Linked DNA regions of Gossypium hirsutum: region 2 is linked to region 1. The links are chromatin contacts, called in public Hi-C maps. All regions are on one chromosome and are shown on one strand. Each heading gives the region's core, a stretch centred on a gene start, on an enhancer-like site or on the middle of the called end of the contact. The rest is flanking DNA. Distances are from core to core; before and after follow the strand shown.

The links. Hi-C and Micro-C count contacts between places; a contact is called where the count stands out from the background.
Region 2: a contact with region 1 is called in a Hi-C map of leaf, with 2.3 times the contacts expected there. The contact joins the promoter of LOC107887200 here to the enhancer-like site in region 1. A contact is called at or near these places in 3 of 34 Hi-C or Micro-C datasets (callus and leaf).

Annotation. Positions count from the first base shown.
Region 1 is chrD13:39,554,930-39,560,862 of Gossypium_hirsutum_v2.1, forward strand. It overlaps the pseudogene LOC107920603. Among protein-coding and RNA genes, the nearest start is that of LOC121224966, 35 kb to the right of the region's middle. Within about 2 kb of position 2,677, at least 4 of the 9 cell types and tissues checked have an H3K27ac peak or open chromatin away from gene starts, as enhancers often do. A contact at or near this core is called in leaf, where this site is marked.
Region 2 is chrD13:39,838,110-39,843,455 of Gossypium_hirsutum_v2.1, forward strand. LOC107887200 (protein SUPPRESSOR OF QUENCHING 1, chloroplastic) reads left to right here and starts at 3,114. Exons shown (of 28, transcript XM_016811371.2): 1 at 3,114-3,706; 2 at 3,981-4,081; 3 at 4,210-4,266; 4 at 4,348-4,442; 5 at 4,574-4,673; 6 at 4,926-4,984; 7 at 5,242-5,346. The coding sequence starts at 3,361.

The sequences.
Region 1 (5,933 bases), core at 1,427-3,926:
GATGATCCCCATTTCTGTGCATGCGCAAAGGACAAGTTTTAGATTAGAAGAACAGTGAACAAACCTAAAACTATCTTATCTTTGTTCTCCAAATAATGAACCAAACTTTCCACCATACAAAGATAGCATATTTAATGCACCCCTTTTCCTAAAAAAGAGAAGAAAAGAAAGAACGGATGAAAGAACGAATCATAAATTAACTAAAGGATAAATTTTAAGGTCAGACAAGAACAATGGTGAACTATTTGTACCTAAAACAACGTAATAAGGCTTGTTATTTTTATTTTTTTTGGAAAAAGGGAAAAACCACAATGTCCAAAACAAAATGCAGAGGCCAATATACCACCAGCCCAGAAAATAAAAAGAGATGTAATAAAATTTACCACATAAACATAAATTAAAGACCCTACTTGGAAGGTATTAATAATGGGATGAAGAGCAGAAGAGAGCTCCCCCTGCAGTGGGTGGCAGATCTGCAGGAGCAAGAATCGTAGAAGAGAGTGAAAGAAAACAAATGCAAACAGCGGGGGGAAAGTGATTAAAGAGCAAAAGGGCGTGGCTCAAGGAAAGGCACATGAAAAAGAGAGAGAAAGATACAGAGATATACATATACGTAGAGAAAGAGAGAGAGTATAAGCAACATCACGTGATGGGGTGTCAGATTTTCTAATCTACGTATGTTTGCTTAGTGGTAAAAGTGAAAAATGTCTTTACTTTCGTGACAGAAATTGGAAGACCCCCAAAACTCAAAACTCAAATAAAAAAAAAATGGAAAATCAAGCAGACAACATCCAGTTCCAAAGTACTTGCAATCCTAATTACCAACAACTACTTTTCTTTTAGCAGTGTTTGAAAATTGAAAACCAATGAAAAAAGAGCTGTTCCCCTTTCATCATTCTTTGAAATTTGCTTTTATTGTAGTCAGTGTACTCCATGTCTCAAAGAAATCCTAATTTTGAAAAGGGATGATAAATTTTTACAGTTTCATAGAACTTTCTTATTTTTACAGTGGATACATAACATAATATTCAAATAAAAGAAAAAGGCATGCTTGCTTATATTCTTTTATTTTGATTGATGGTAAGATGGTGAAAGACAAATACAAATTACTTGATGAATCATCATTTGTTTTGCAACATTAAATTTATTGGAGACAAAGAGGAGATGGTGATGATACAAAAGAACCTGTTTACCTAAACAAATGGAGAGTTAAAAAGAAATAAGAGGAGAAGGAAGGATGGTGTGAAGGCATTAAAAGGAGTGTAGAGAATAGGCGCTCAAGATTGCTAAAGAGGAAGATCTATTTTTCCTTTTGTCTTAGAGTATTTATAACGAAACTCTTCTTCTCTAGTGATGTGATAAGGTAGTTACCATCATGGAGTATATGAAGGATGTGTGTAACATTACTTATTTTGTTATTTTTTTTGAGTAGTATAAGATTCTTATGCTCAAATGGGCCTTAATGGTCTCTAAAAAAAGTGTTTATATTTGAAGAAATGTTCATACTGAAAAGCGGGTAACCAAATCATGATAAGTGGAAAGCTTGATGAAAAAGGATGTTCCCTTTATTAATAGGTGGTTTCATGGCGAGTAGTTAGTCAGTGAAGTTAAACAATTGAAAATAGCTCAAAGAACATGAGGTGAAGAACCATCTTCAAACATCCACCTAGTACCTTCCGAGAGTATCAAATGTCAAACCCGAATGAGGTATAACAAACTTTGTTAATGAGTAATATCATAGACATTAACCTCTTTTAACTTATATGACATTGAAACTATAGTGCAAACTAAAATACTTAAAAAGAACAGTAGAACTGTTCTCAATAGCTTTGCACTTATTACAACTGATCGTAAGCCTTTTATTCCATTAAAACGGGGTAAAGAAGTTAGTATGAACCCTCAGCCATATATAGTAGAGGCATCATCTATTTTACAAATGGAAGTTGCAATGAAATCAATATATGCCACCAGCTTAGATATTAGATATGAAAGGGGTAGGTTTGGTAAAGCAGGTAGTCCAATGATTTACAACTAATTACTTGTGATTGTTATTAGAAACTTTCCTATAGGAATTTTGAGTGTGGACCCTGTTGATTTCGTTGTTCTAGGAATTGAGTGCATTTAACTAATACAATAAATAATTTAGTATGTTGTTTTATAATGCTTTTTTTAAGGATATAATTGTCAGGAGGAATCTTAAAAGTTCTCAAAGCAATACTATTTTAGAGTAGAAAATGTTGAAAAAAAAACAGTTTTATTTATTTATTTATTTAATAACCAGTTCATTATTCATTGCATTAGCAATTACCTACACTATGAAAAGTAAATTACTATCAAAATCTCAGTGGTAGGAAATTCAATACTTCTTAAGTCAGATTTTATGTTAAAATCTTATGTAAAAAGAAAAAGCTTTATCCCATTAAAATATTCAAAATTTTCAATTTCAAACTTAATCGAGATCTAATGTTATTTTCGAAAAATTAACAAAATAAAAATTGAAAGATGCATAGAGGGTAATGATACTTGAACTTTATTGGAAGAAAATAATCTTAAAAGTAAAAAATTTATTACCTATTCGTGTATGGCTTATAATGTGAATGGTCCAAGAGTTGCAGCTTACTGCCTAGGTTCGGTGGCCCCATTTAATGCAGGGTTTGAATCCCATCCATGTGGTCTAAGCTTGTCCTACTTTTTAATGATATGATCACTGTCTTACATTCACACATGATAAAAAGCGAAGATACCAAGCTGTAGTTTGAAAGTTTTCGATATTATTGGTGATCTGTAAATCTAATGATAAGAATAAAGAAGACGACCCCACTAAACAAAACCTTCACAATTATGTTTTATGTATATATAGCCCTTTGTAATAGGATTGAGGTTTTCTGCTACCTTTGGTTGTAATATTGGATGGATATGTTGAATAATGGCATTTAATTGGTAGTTAATTAGATGAGCATGTTCACTTGCAAGAACATGCAATTACAATATACCAAAACATCATTATCAACTTGCATGTTTCATTGTTCAATGTTGGGTATAAAGTGTATATATATGTTCCGTCTTCGTTTCTGTGGACAATTAAAGTTTTGGCTTTAAGAAAACTACAAAAGAAGTTGAGATTTTCCATCAATTAAGGAATTCTATATACATTGATTCCTATCATCACGTGGGAGAAAATATATTAAATTCTTCATAAAATCAGGATACGGGAATTAACTAGATAATGACTATCTATACAAATTCTACATTCTAATATATAATACAAAAAAAAATTGAATCCAAAGCAAAGCATATGATAGAGCAAATAGAAATAGTTAATTTAAATCATGAATATATTTTTTAATTTATTAAATAATTATTTTTTTATTTTATTAATTAATGAAAATAAGATTATTTAAATTGATCTTGAATAAAAATTAGAGATTATTAATACAATGTACAACAAAGATGAGAATAGGGTAGTGTTGAGGAGGCTAATTCACCTTGAGAGGTAAAAAGGCAAAAAAAGAAAAAAAAAAAAACAGGACACACAAAAGAGTTTGAGAAAAAGATTGAGGGGGATAACTACTCAAAAGTTAACGGAAGAGGTCAAAGGATCTCTTTTTCATTACTTGAAATGGTATTTATAAAAGAAATCATTTTGTCTGTTAGTATGAAGTGACAGACTTTGCAAAAGAATTATCATAAAAAAATATATGTAAAATGTACATAGTTAGATCTATTCTATTATGACAATACAAAATTATTATAGTGCGTAAAAGTATTTTTAAATATAATTTAAATCATAAATCAAAATTTTACATATAATTTTTTAATTTATATAATTAATATAAAATAATATTATTTAAATTGTTGGTAATAAAAAATGGGGATATGATTGAGATTTCAAACCAACAATAAATTGAGTGGCAAATATCAATGATTAGGTACATCGCACTATCGCTAGTAACCGATGAAACCAAAAATAGCTAGCAAAGGTATTCAATTCCTCAAACTTTCTTTTTCAACCATTAGCTTGGTTTAGATGGCTGAGGGAGAAAGAAGCGGTGTTGGAAATTTTTAAACCCACCAGTGTTCACAGCTGAGACAGTGCCCTTGTGTATGGCTTTTCTATAAAAATAATCCGAAACTTTTTATCAATTATAAATAATGAAATTGAGTGGAGTAAAAGAGATTAGCATGACCCACTTATCACGTCAACTAATTATTAGTTGTTAGAATTAAAAAATTAACTTTTTAAGTGGGTAAATTTATTTGACATTATTTGCATAAATATCACTCCACTTTAATGTGTCAGACTTTTTTTAAAGTGATTTTTATTTTTTTTATAATTTAAATTATTATTTTATTAGTGGTGGAGTCAAATAGAATGATCTGCTGCTATTATTTTTTTGATTTTTTAAATTGTTTTTTAATAGGAAAAATGATTTTTTTTTATTTTTGTAGAGTCATTCTCTTTAATATCACCAAATGACCTATATAACCCTAATTGCAATTCAGTCTAAGGTTTTATTATGTTAGATGATGAAAGGAGGAAGATCAAGACTGATTTTTATGTTTCTTTAACGATAATCCAATGGAGCTCTGACATCGTCAAATTTAGTGGTCTTTTTCGAGAGTGTAGATTGGATTCTTTAATTTCACATAGGTGACAATTTCAAGTAAAAATAGGGGTCATGCCGAAGAGAATGGCTTTACCTAAATAAAAAAATTATTTTTATTAAAAAATAATTTTAAAAAAATAAAAAATAAAAAAATAACGGCAGCATGATGGTCATGTCATTCTATTTGGCTCCACCACTAATAAAATAATAATTTAAATTTTAAAATAAAAATAAAAATAATTTTAAAAAAGTCTAACACATTAAAGTGGTGATGCCAATTTATTTGGCTCCACCACTATTCTGGTCACGCCAAATAAATTCACTCCGCCCAAAATTTTTTTTCTGCCCCACGAAATACACGAAAATACTAGTGTTGAAGGTGATATTTATGCAGGTGATGCTAAATAGATTGGCTCCACCCAAAAAATTAATTTTTTAATTCTAGCAATGAATGACTGGTTGACGTGACAAGTGGGTCACACCAATCTCTTTTCCTCCACCCACTTTCAATATTCATTTCAAGTTATTTATATACATAATAAAAAAAATGGATCATTTCTATAATTAATTAAAAATTTCGAGTTAATTTTATAGAAAAGCCCCATTCTACATCATGGTTTTGCTCTCGCCGGATGTGAAGGACATGAGCGGGATAGCCTCCCGGTCTCCTATATAATGCATGCAAGCGGTGATCGGTCGGATTAGAAGTTGGAGATCATTGTTAGCAAGTCTGCCTCTATTAGGATATCATCTACACTACAAAACTAAAGAGATTTAGGGAAGAGATAAAAGGACAATAAAAAAACGTCCCTTATCTCTAATTTAAAGGAATTAGAGATGTTAATTTCAAAAAATAAAACTATTAGGATGTTTTTTATTCCAGTATTATCTATAGTCCTTCCCCAATTATTAAATAGGAAGATAATGTGTTTCAATGCACTTGAGCTCACGTCTCCTATACTGACAACAATACCGATATCAATCAAATTAAAATTCAATCGACTCACCTCACCAATTCTTATATTTAATAATTTTGGGAAAAAATTGTTTTAGGAACTATTGGTTTAAAACAACTAATTTTTATAATATATATTAATTTTGGTTGTAGATTAAAATCAATGACTTTAACTTAGTATCCTACATATTTATATATACAAGTTAATATATTAAATATATATAGACATATACTGCATATTTCCATATATCTTAAATATATATTAAAGTATCAAGAAAGCCCTTGTACTTAAAAGATGGATTGTATTTTAGTCTTTTTTATTGAAAAATGGGTAAATTAGTTCTTTGACATTTCAAATCATGCAAATTACT
Region 2 (5,346 bases), core at 1,864-4,363, 280 kb after region 1:
AAAAGCTTAATGATTAAGGACTCAATTGTGAAAAATCTATTTGGTTGGAATATTTATTTATTATTTATTTTAATTAATAAATTAAGTATATATTTTTATAGAATATTACAGAAAGATGATGAAAAATAAAGTATGATTCATGAATGGCATTATAGGGAAAGTTGAAGGACTAATTAATAGTTAATTAAATTAGATAATTATGAAAAGCTTAATGATTAAGGGCTAAATTGTGAAAAATCTAATTTGTTGGAATATTTAATTATTTGTTATTTTAATTAATAAATTAAGTATATATTTTTATAGAATATTATAGAAAGATGATGAAAAATCATCCATGTCATCTCTATCTTCATGCCACCTTAAATATTACACCATATCAACTTTTGCTTTTATTACAAATAAGTTCTCTCCACCATTTTGAAGCTTAATTCCTCCAATTTCTTTCATGAATCCTTAGTAAAATCATTAGAAAAGCTTGTTAGCCACCTTGATTTCATGAAAAGAGCATCAATAGTTGTCTTGGAGGAGAGCGAAAATAAAAATTAGGATTTGATTACAAGTGATTAAGGTAAGAATGGTAAGTTTCTTTATGAAATTCATATTAGTTTCATTTAAATAGCATAGATATGTTATTTGATTATGATTCTAACAAGTAAATGTTATATGTTTTAATATGGAAATAAAGAAAAAGAGAAGAAAAGTGAAGGATTGACTGGAGAAAAAGGAAAGGCAATAGTCAAGGAGTAAAGAAAGAAAAAAAGATTTCATCCAAACTTCGATTGTAATTACTTCAAGAATTTTACTTTGATTTAATTTTAATTTAGATATAGGTTATGTTAAATTAGTTAACTTAATTAAAATATGGTAATATTATGTGCGTAAATCTTAATAAATAGTGATGAATATAGTTGAATTTTGATTATATGAAAAATTGATTTAACATATTGAAATAATAGCAAAAAAAATACTAAATTGTATAATGTACAAATTTGTTATGAGAACTGAAAATTTGATAAATTGGATTGTGAATGAAGTGTAAAGAATAAATGAAAGTGTGAAAAATGAAAGTGTGGTTGAATTACAAAGTATAGTGAATTTCATGATAATAAGAACTAAATTGTCAAAAGTGTAAGTTTAAGTGATTTTCATTTGGTGGAGTGTATATAAAGGAATAATTGTATAAAAGCCCATATAGACGAAATGAGAACTAATAAGATATGAATGGCATACCATTAGGAATTCTATGCGCGTAAATGAAATGTGGCACTTCAATGCGATGAAAAGTGGCACTTTGGTGCAATACTGTGATTGTTTCGTATATCCTATATGTTATGTTTAGTCTACAATGGGCTATATCAATGAAATATGGTAAGAGAATATTGTCAATGGATCCGGTATGTGATTCACGTCTTGCGAAATGATTCTTATTTATTAGTATTAGTTTTATGAAATTATACATATTCTAATGTTAGCTAAATCTTAAATAGAAAGTTTAATTCTTGTAATACTTACTAAGTTGTCACAAGAACACATTACTTTCCAATACGTAGGTAAAGATTAGACTTGAAGTGCTAAAGTAGAGGATCGACATCAACTATGACATGTACATAGGTAAAGTTAATTTGTGAATATAAGCTTTTTGTTGGACTTAATTGTAGAACTTGAAACTCTTTGCTAACATTATAAACTTAGCCTTATTTGAATGAGTTTATAATGAATTATGTGTTCTTGAGATTGGAATTGAACTTATATGAATGGTATGTTGATTGAATTGGTAGAGATTTGATATTTGAATAGGGTTATAGGTGATGAAATCTGAAGAAATGGAAAATTTTAAAAATAGAGTGCACGTCACAACATCAAGATTACCATGTCCCGACGACATAAGTCAGTATGTGACGTTGCAATGTGGAACCCTCGACATTGCGATGTCAGTCTTAAATTTTATAATTTAGTACCTAGTCAATCTTTGACTATTAAAAGAGCTATTAGAAGCTCGTATAAAATTTAGGCATGTGTTTGAATTATATTAGAAATGTTTAATGACCTCAATAACTTGAATGAGTTGATGAAATGAAATGAATTTAATTATCGTTGCTTCAACAACAAATGTAGCATTTCAATATCTTGACCCGACGATCGGGTCAGGTATGGGGGAGTTACAAAAAAAGTGTCAAACTCTGGTACCAAATGATATATTATTAAGCCATAAAGAAATAAAAATAAAATATTGTGATATATTATTTTATTAATAAAAATATAATTTGAAATAAATATAAATTATTTTTAATAATTTCATAAATATTATAAACTAATATAATTATAAAAGAACAAAAGAGAAGAGTAGAAAAAAGAAAGAATAATTCAACTTCCACTTGGATAAAATAATTCCATACGAATAGTTCCTCTGAGACATCTAAATATATATTTAATTCCATTACAATGTCTCTGTGTTTGAGAAGAATTAAATTTTGCTAACAAGTTCACTATGAATGTTATATCAGGTCGTGCGTTGTTTGCAAGATACATTAATGCCCTACGTTGTTTGCAGGATACATTAAATATGATACTTCATGACCAAAAATTATTCTCAGTCTTTATTCCCATCTAGTGATTTTACAACTATTGATGTATTCAATGAATATGATTTATCCATGTAAAATTTGTTTAAGATTTTTTTTGTATAAGCTTACTAACGGAACATCGAGACAAAATTTTGTTTTTATAATATCTTTCATCTCAATTTTTTAAAAATCAATTTATTGTATTTTAAAAATAATATTTAAAACCTCAACGTAAACAACAATTATCTTTTTTTATATTATATTAAAAGAAAAAAATGTTAAAAATCAAGAACAAAAATTTGATTTGTCATTCTCCTATTAGAAAGAGATAAGAATGACGTGGAATCACAATTTTATATATTTTTTTCTCTTATATTAATGATGAGGAAACATGGCTAGTAGCCGTCGTGTTTTCATAAATATTAAATAATAAATATGGAGTATTTACAAATTTTAATTCAATTATCATTATCTATTTTCAGTGGGCCCTGTCTCTAGTTTAATGTCACTAAGACCCATACAAATGCACCAAAACGGATAAAGCACCAATTATTGCCAGCCAAATGAAAAATCAGCAGAAGACGAAGTCTTCATCTCCACCACTACTTATAGTATAAACACCATCCAACCATTTTCAGTGCACTACAAGGACAAATAGCCCAACAATTCAAAGGTCTGTTTTAATTACATCAAGGATGATATAGTCCACCAAAAAAAAACCCAAACAATTTAATCCTGAAAATCTCCTTTCCAGGAACCAGTTACCGCCACTCAAACAGAAAACTCAGTTTGTGCTATGGCCGTGAGACTATTGTCAACTCCAACTGCTCTGTCTCACCCAACAAAGCTCTCCTTCTTCTCATCACCCAAACCCATATCAACAGCAACCTCCTTCTTTCAATGGAGATCCAAGTGCAGAGTTTTTACAGGGAAAATGGTGGTAAAGGCATGTGTTAAGGTGGAAGAAAAGAATGTGAAAGAAACTAGTAAACAAGAATGGGGCAAGGTGTCTGCTGTACTTTTTGACATGGATGGAGTGTTGTGCAATAGTGAGAACCCTTCTAGAAAGGCTGCTGTTGATGTTTTTGCAGAGATGGGTGTCCAAGTCACTGCGGAGGACTTTGCTCCTTTCACTGGAATGGGTAAAATTTTAGTTTGATCCCTTGATATTTATTTTAAGTTTCTCCTGTTATGGATAGTCTTCCATAAATTTGAGTGATTCGGAAAAGTAAGAATTTTGAGGAATGTAGGTGATTAATTGTATGGTGCTGATTAAGAAGTAAATGTGTTTCAAAGAGTCCTTCGTAAATATGTAAATCTGCGACAAATAGTTCTTCTGATTTATTGTTAATTAATTTTGATGTCACGAAGAGCTGTTAACTTTACCTGCATATTTCTACTTTACTGATATACCAGGTGAAGCAAACTTTTTAGGAGGCGTTGCTTCTGTTAAGGGTGTTAAAGAATTTAACACTGAGGCAGCAAAAAAGAGATTCTTTGAGATATATCTTGATAAGGTAATCAGCACTTAGTTTTTATATGGAGAGTTATTCTTTCTTCTTATGAAAGGACCATCATACAATGCCCATTTTTAGTGTTTGTCAGTGAACAAATTTTCACACAAAAAGTTCTTTCCTTCTTGTAGTATGCAAAACCTAATTCTGGAATAGGATTTCCAGGTGCTTTTGAGCTCATTAATGAGGTACGGAAGCCAATTGTCACTAGTGAGATAATGATGTCACCTCAGGTTTATGATCATATGATGGAATATTCTGTGTGACAGTGTAAAAACAAAGGCCTAAAAGTTGCTGTTGCATCCAGTGCTGATCGTGTCAAGGTTGATGCTAACTTAGCTGCTGCTGGATTGCCATTATCAATGTAAGCCAACTGCCAACCTAATATAGTTGTTTGGATGAATATATTGGTTGTATATTTTCATTTTTAGCTTTTCAGCATCAATCTGTTTTTTTTTTCTTGTTCTTATTATGGTTCTAGCCTTTATATATCAGGTTCGATGCTATTGTGTCAGCAGATGCTTTTGAGAATCTGAAACCTGCTCCAGATATTTTCTTAGCTGCATCAAAGATATTAGACGTTTCCCCCGATGAGGTATATCTAGTTCTCTCCCCTCTACCAGTTGCAACTGTCATGTTTCATGCACCTATCATACTTCCCATTTCTCTCGTGGGTGGCGTACCACTGTCTGTTAGCTGAACTTTGATAGCTTTATGACTTGCTTGGAGAATTTTATATTCTTGTTACAATAATCCTGCAGAGCTTCTGTTGTTAAAATTCTTTGTTTCCTAAAGTTCCATTGTAATTCTTCTGCTGAGAAATATGACATCTACCTAAATTTGCCAGTGTGTTGTTATTGAAGATGCTTTGGCTGGAGTACAGGCTGCTACTGCAGCAAAAATGAGGTATATGATCTATATTCATGTTTGTTTCTATTTACTTTGCTTTTTACTTCCTTCTTTATTTTCTTTTCACACTTTCAACTTGGGGGAAGAATATGATTTGCTTACATGATTAATATGTTGTATCAAAATCATCTGCTTTTCCCTTTTCTTAACATATAGATTAATGTTTAGGTTGTGCTTGTCAACCATTTGCTTCTCTCATCATACAGAAATGGAGTAACTTTATAGTAATTCTAATCATTCTCCATTGCCTGCAGATGCATAGCTGTGACAACTACATTGACAGAAGAGACTCTAAAACCTGCTGGTCCATCAATTATCAGAAATGATATTGGAAGTGTTTCACTTGATGATATTCTCAG